Linked DNA regions of Sus scrofa: region 1 is linked to region 2. A link is a contact called in public Hi-C data. All regions are on one chromosome and are shown on one strand. The core of a region is the stretch at or near the end of the contact, and the rest is flanking DNA. Distances in the headings are between cores, read along the strand shown.

What was found. Hi-C and Micro-C count contacts between places; a contact is called where the count stands out from the background.
Region 1: a contact with region 2 is called in a Hi-C map of skeletal muscle, with 5 times the contacts expected there. The contact joins two enhancer-like sites. A contact is called at or near these places in 9 of 47 Hi-C or Micro-C datasets (alveolar macrophages, brain, embryonic fibroblasts and 4 more) and 2 of 2 datasets of contacts at active chromatin or transcription factors (alveolar macrophages and skeletal muscle).

What each region holds. Positions count from the first base shown.
Region 1 is chr4:72,589,268-72,592,282 of Sscrofa11.1, forward strand. CHD7 (chromodomain-helicase-DNA-binding protein 7) reads right to left here. Exons shown (of 37, transcript XM_021089334.1): 24 at 1,096-1,185; 25 at 522-625. Among named protein-coding and RNA genes, the nearest start is that of CHD7, 160 kb to the right of the region's middle. Within about 2 kb of position 1,349, at least 10 of the 83 cell types and tissues checked have an H3K27ac peak or open chromatin away from gene starts, as enhancers often do.
Region 2 is chr4:72,439,330-72,442,453 of Sscrofa11.1, forward strand. No RefSeq gene overlaps it. Among named protein-coding and RNA genes, the nearest start is that of CLVS1, 180 kb to the left of the region's middle. Within about 2 kb of position 1,387, at least 9 of the 83 cell types and tissues checked have an H3K27ac peak or open chromatin away from gene starts, as enhancers often do.

The DNA of each region.
Region 1 (3,015 bases), core at 99-2,598, 150 kb after region 2:
GAATCGTTCACTGTATAGATCATGCCAGTTCTGCTTCCCCAGCCTTTCAAAGTTAACAAGGCTGCATCCCACTCCGGGGAGCCCGAGTTCTCCGCACTGACATTTGTGAAATATTGCTTGGAACAAAGCCCAGGAGGCACTTGTACAGATTAATAGCAGAGGTTAAGCCCACCGTCCACTTTGACACGGGCTGGCAGAGCTCGCAAGGGGAGCCGGGTTGGAAGCAAAGTTTAGGGAGAGCTATAGGACGAACTGGGCTGGTTTTAAAACAAATATGGTTTGGGTTTTATTTACAGCCAAGAAAGAAATGTTTTCTTCTCAAATACTCAACAAACATTCAAAAACAGCATCTGATATTTACAGTTCATATTAGATTTTTTAGTACAGGAAAATGGTAGACGCCAAGAGTCCTTTGGAACTAGCCTCATGAATATTATGACTTTGGAAAGAGTGTGCAAAAGGCTCTAAAACAGAGACAAAGCCCCACGGTCAAGCTGGGGTCCAGCAGAGACACCCCTTACCGTGTTTGAACACTCCAATCAGGAGCGACTTGTCAGCTTCCTTATCCCACCAGTCTGTGGGGACTTCTGCGTGGAAGGGCTCAGGTATCCACACGTCGGCTTCACTGTAAGGACAACCGTGGGTGTCATATTTAGGACAAATACCAGCATCAAAAAGGCTGCTGCCTGATGAATACAACACACGCCCCTTGCTCACCAGCAGCACCTGAGCAGGGCTCGCGCGCGCGTGGGGAACAAGCAAAGGTTAAAAGAAAGGGCAGGAGTCAGCCGCCTTCTAGCAGGATAGACATGAACTTCATCACCCAGCGTCCTGTCATAAAGGTCATCTCAGAGCACCCTTAACTCGGTTCCCGCCTCCCTGTACGTCCACACACACACATACAAACAGGCTTCTCCTGATTCTCTTCACGTCCCCGGGGCTGGGAGGACAAACACTGCGTTCGTTCGAGACGCAAGAAGGGAGATGCGCTGCTGCTGGGTGACAGGGGTGGGAAAGGCGGTCTGTGATGCGGTCCCACCCACACCCCGGGCCATCGCCGCTGTCTTGGACCGAGAGACGTGGGCTCGCACCCACCTCGAGTCAGCACCATCCAGGATCTTCTCGGCCTGGTCCCCTATCACTTCCTGTCTCAGGTAGTAGAGCATGCGGACACGCAGCAGGACCCTGGAGAGGAAGACGGGTGGGGGGAAAGTTCTTAACTTCGGGACTGTTTGCCAACAGTGGCTTTTGGCAGCTGCTGCTGTTCATCCATCATCCTGCCAAGGCTGATTAGCCATGCTGTATGGTAGGCTTGAAGCGTGACAGATGGTGGCACATAATCACCTCTGTGTGGTGCTTTCTGCTGGCTTCCAGCAGGCCTGCCTGGCAACCGCTCCCCTGCACGGAGAGGGCCCAAGCCCGGCCGGCCCGGCGCACTCCATTTAGCTCTACCTCGTGCGGCTTGTGAAGTTCAGACACGTACCCCACCGCTGCCTCTGAAGTATTGAAGCAAGTTTGTAAACAACTGAGCAGATGGCTTTCAGTAACTGTTCTGCTTCATTATCTCATAAAATTTCCTCAGCTGCTGCCTTAATACCATTTTTGGAAGCACATCAGAAGTTGTCGGAATAAACGAGATATAAAATCTGGTTTTACTACCTTACAATAAACCCTCAATATGGAAAGTCAGGTTTTTCGGATTACACAACTTTGCTTCCGAGAGAGGAAGATGGTGGCGAGGGCGGATCCCGCTCTGCCCGGAGGGACAGGAGACATTCTTATCCCCTCTGGCCTCTATCACCTGGAAGCCGAAGTCATAGCTTAACAAATACCAATAAAACATCACAAAGGAGAGAAAATGTGTCCAATTCGCTGAAGTTCTTAGTCATCTTCAAGGAACCTGCTTTGAAAGACTCATAGAATTCTAGGAACCAGGGTTGCAATCTCACTTGGATTTCCCCAATGGTCCAAACATAGTTCTTTCCAATAAAGCCTTCCTGGCAAATCCCAAAGGCCTGGCTACTCCAAGTCTAGCACCTCCTGCTGGACGGTCCCTGGTGCACAGCCAGGCCTGATGTCTGGAGATGACCTCCTTGGTCAGAGTAGCTGACACCAGCCGCTAATTCCCTAGCTGGATAACCCACCACAGACTAAGACAACACCTTACAACCAGAGCATCGCACGTACGGACACGGACTAGCCATCTGATCGTCACAGTAACACTCTAACAAAGTGGGGCAAGTTGCAATTTTCACTTCGCAAATGTGAAAACTGGCACTAACAGAAGACAAGTGACATGTCCGAGGCCGCAGTCATCTTGAGCATGGACCACTGGGAATTAGGCCTTCTGACTCTACCACTTCCTACTATCTATAGGGATGTGACACTTGTCCTTGAAAATATCAAAATGACAACTAAGGGCGGCTTCACCATGAAAGCCCACTCCTGATGCTATGTGACTAGACACACCCTGACCTGCCTTCCTCTCCACCACGGGGTTGCTCCTGGCTACCCTGGGTCCTAGGCGGGCAAAGGGTAAGGCTGTAAATATCCGAATGTGCTCCAAGCAAGGAATTTTTTTGGACAACTTGTTTTTATTTTTTAAGCTTTTTGCTTTTCTTTGGGGTGGGGGGAGGGGCAGATAGGATTAAAAGTTGGCTGGGCCACACAGACCTGGCAAAAGAAAAATAAGAACTTGCAGACCAGGATCCCCTTGTAGAGGCTGTTCGGAAGGGGTACACCCTGCACTTTTAACTGGATTAGCTTTTTTTCACCAAACCTCGGTGCAGCAGCAGCAATGATCCCAACGGGTTTTTCTCCCTTTGGTAGAAGGCACAGTGTTTGACCACATGGAGAATTTTAGTTTTGTGGAGAATTACGAACTGAGAGTGTCACCCTTCTTCTAGAGGAAAAGATTCAAAGTGATGCACCAGCAAGCTGAGTGTCCCTGTGGAATACGCGGCAGGTCCTGGCAGGACAATGAGGTGACAGGAGGTGCCTTCTGACCCTAAGGAG
Region 2 (3,124 bases), core at 137-2,636:
GAGAGGTTTGAAGTAAGGAATATTTTTTTAACGTTTATTGAAGTCAAGTTGATTTACAAGGTTGTGATCATTTCTGCTGTACAGCAAAGTGAGTCAGTCCTACCTATACCCACAGCCATTCTCTCTCAGATTCTTTACTCACATAGGGAATATTTTAAGGCGGCTTTAAGGGTTTCCCTCTTTTTTTTTTTTTTTTTTTTTTTTTTTTTTTGCTTTTTAGGGCCACACCCTCAGCATATGGAAGTTGCCAGGCTAGGGGTCAAATCAGAGCTGCAGGTGCCAGCCTAGGCCACAGCCACAGCAAGGATGGATCCGAGCCACATCTGCGACATACAGTACAGCTCACAGCAACACCAGATCCTTAACCCACTGAGTGAGGTCAGGGATTGAACCCATGTCCTCATGGATGCTAATTGGGTTGGTTAACCACTGAGCCACGACGGGAGCTCCCAAAGGTTTTCCCTCTTAAAAGACACAGAATCATCCCCTGATGGTGGTTTATTTGCTGAACAGTCACTACAGTGACCATAGCTTAAACCTGATTCTGAAACAATGGATGGTTTGCAGTTGCCCTGACCACACAAGGAGTCAACCCTGTTTCAGAAGGGTTGAAAAATTTCCCTGGAAATACAGGACTTTTAAAAACATAACACACAGCAAGATTCAGCATTGTCTTTATCTGGGAAATCCTGCTCTTGGCGTCTGCAGCCACGGTCTCTGAGCATCAATGTCCGTTTTAAACAGTATCGTGCAAAAGCAGAGACTGGCTTCTGGTAATGAAGGAGTGGCTTCCCAGATATGCCCGGTAAACAGCAGTTTGATTAGATCATCTGGCCTTTAATCAAGAAGAATGGGAGCAGCAGAACAGCAACCAGACCAAACAGGGCTGGTGTTGCAGCGGGAACCCAAAACACCCCTCCAGCCTCGACAGCCAACCTCCCTGGGTTGTCCCGGTGACTTCAAGTTGACCCACAATGGCAAAGCCCGAGGGAGCAGTTAGCATAAGAGCTGAGAGCTCAGGCCTGCCTGGGATTTTTTACTGGGACAAGCGCGATGCCACCACAGCGGCGCGGCTCCTGAAGGTCCGGAGCCGCGGCCGTGCGCGAATCAGCCGGTAGATGGCGCACCGAGCCTCCGAGCCGCAAGCTGCTCGGGCCGGCGAGGCAGGAGAGGATTTTGATTCATAAAAAACATAAATTCTACTTGATGAACAATACTAATAAAGGAAATTGACTACTGGGCACCATAGAGATGAATTTTTAAAGCCCCGAAATCAAGTTATTTGAGATTATTTAATTTAATTTACTAAATTTGAATAACTGTGCGGTGTAATGACGCATGGCAGGGCATTTAGGTTTCATAGCTTCTAAATGCTCCTTTAGGGTGACTGCTCGGTCGCATGGTCGCCAGAGAAATCTGTCCCCATCTCCAACCCCTGTAAACAATTGAGGAGAGGATAATTACATATCGGGAGAAAGGCAAGAAGAATCTATAGGGGGGAATCAGAGACAAAATTTCCCCTCTTTTCAAGCCATACACCCCCTTGCAAGTCCTGCAAGGCCAATGTTAAAGACCTTAATATCGATACACAGCGCTGAGCCTAAGCTAAGCGCACTCCAGGCGCTTCTCGAAGCAGAATCCTCCTCTCTTCATAGAACAAGTAAGATCTCTAACAGTATTTACATTCTCATCTACGTTTTTTTAAAGTTGGTGAATATACAGCTCTCAGAGCTTCAGAATTGACAGATGAGGACACCGCAAAACTTAGAAATTCCGCTCAACGTTTGATCCACAGAAATTTTCTGTAAGCAGATGCAAAAAGTCCTTTTATAAAAAGGCCGCCTGCAGCTTCCCCCCGGCCACCTCCGCCACACATGTGCTGTGTTTGCACAACCGAGCAGGTGTGTCTGCGTGCACATGTACCCGGATCCGTGCAAATATCCCCGGGTGTGTCTACGTGTATGGGGGTGCACACGCTGTCTGCGTACCCCTCTCCTCTATTGTTTTCAGCATAACTGATTTTGGCACCAACTCTTTAGCACTTTGGAAGGGCCTTCATTAGCACTGGGATAGTGTCCAAAAAGAATCCAGAAAAATCAACACATGGCTGCTCTTGTTCTCACGATAAATGACAGCTTTGGTGGAAAACAACAACAGTCAAGAAGCAAAACAAAAACCAAAAAGCAACAAGAGTAGCGATAACATGAATAGAGGAAGTCAGACACCACTAACGCAGATTTTTAAAAATTCAAATGTATTTATTTATTCCATTTTGACCACTCTCTATCCTTGGCCATTAAGCCTCCGTGTACTGTCACACCATTAAAAATATAAATAGTGCAAGTATATTAGGGCATCTAATGAAAAAAAAAAAAACAAAACCCACGATCATGCAGGCTGATGTTTCTTTATAGACACAACCATGCTTATTAATTCTTTAAAATGTGCAAAAGCAGGTAAGGGGCACATTTATGTGACTTTACTGTTACAGTGTGGCATCAGTGACCCCTAAATCCTATCAGCCCCCACAAGTGAAGGCTGTCCACTGACGTTTCTACCCCAATAACCCACAATTCTTTGGAACTAGAGATCTGCAGAGATGAGGCTTTCTTGGAAAATACAAGCTCCCTAATTACCTGAAAGTCTTGTCTCGAAATCATTAATAGGAACCCTGGGGTAGTTCAGATGTCATGAGACTGTGTAGAAAAAGCAGTAATTTCTAAACTAGACAAAAACCCACTAACGTTCAGTGTGTATGGGTGTGCATATGAAGAGGTGCCCACACCATACCTGAATAGGTAGATAACAAATAACACTTGGAAGGAAAGCAGGAAGCAAACAAACTGTAGAGGACATTGATTCAAAGGGTTAATTCCTTTGCTCTTCAGCTGCCAAACAATGGTGGAAACCTGCAGTGCGCGTGGCCCTTTAAGGCTATTAGGAAAAGACAAGTGACTGAGCTAGCCATCCGTCTCTCGGTCCTTGGCCTTCTCATCCCTCAGTTTCTCAAATGTTGTGAGTTGTTTATAACTGGAGGGTCTTGACATGTTTCAGGGGACAGAGAAAAAAGGAATAGGAAGGCAGTCAAACAATAAAAAAAAAAAAAAGAAGGGAGAAAGTACAC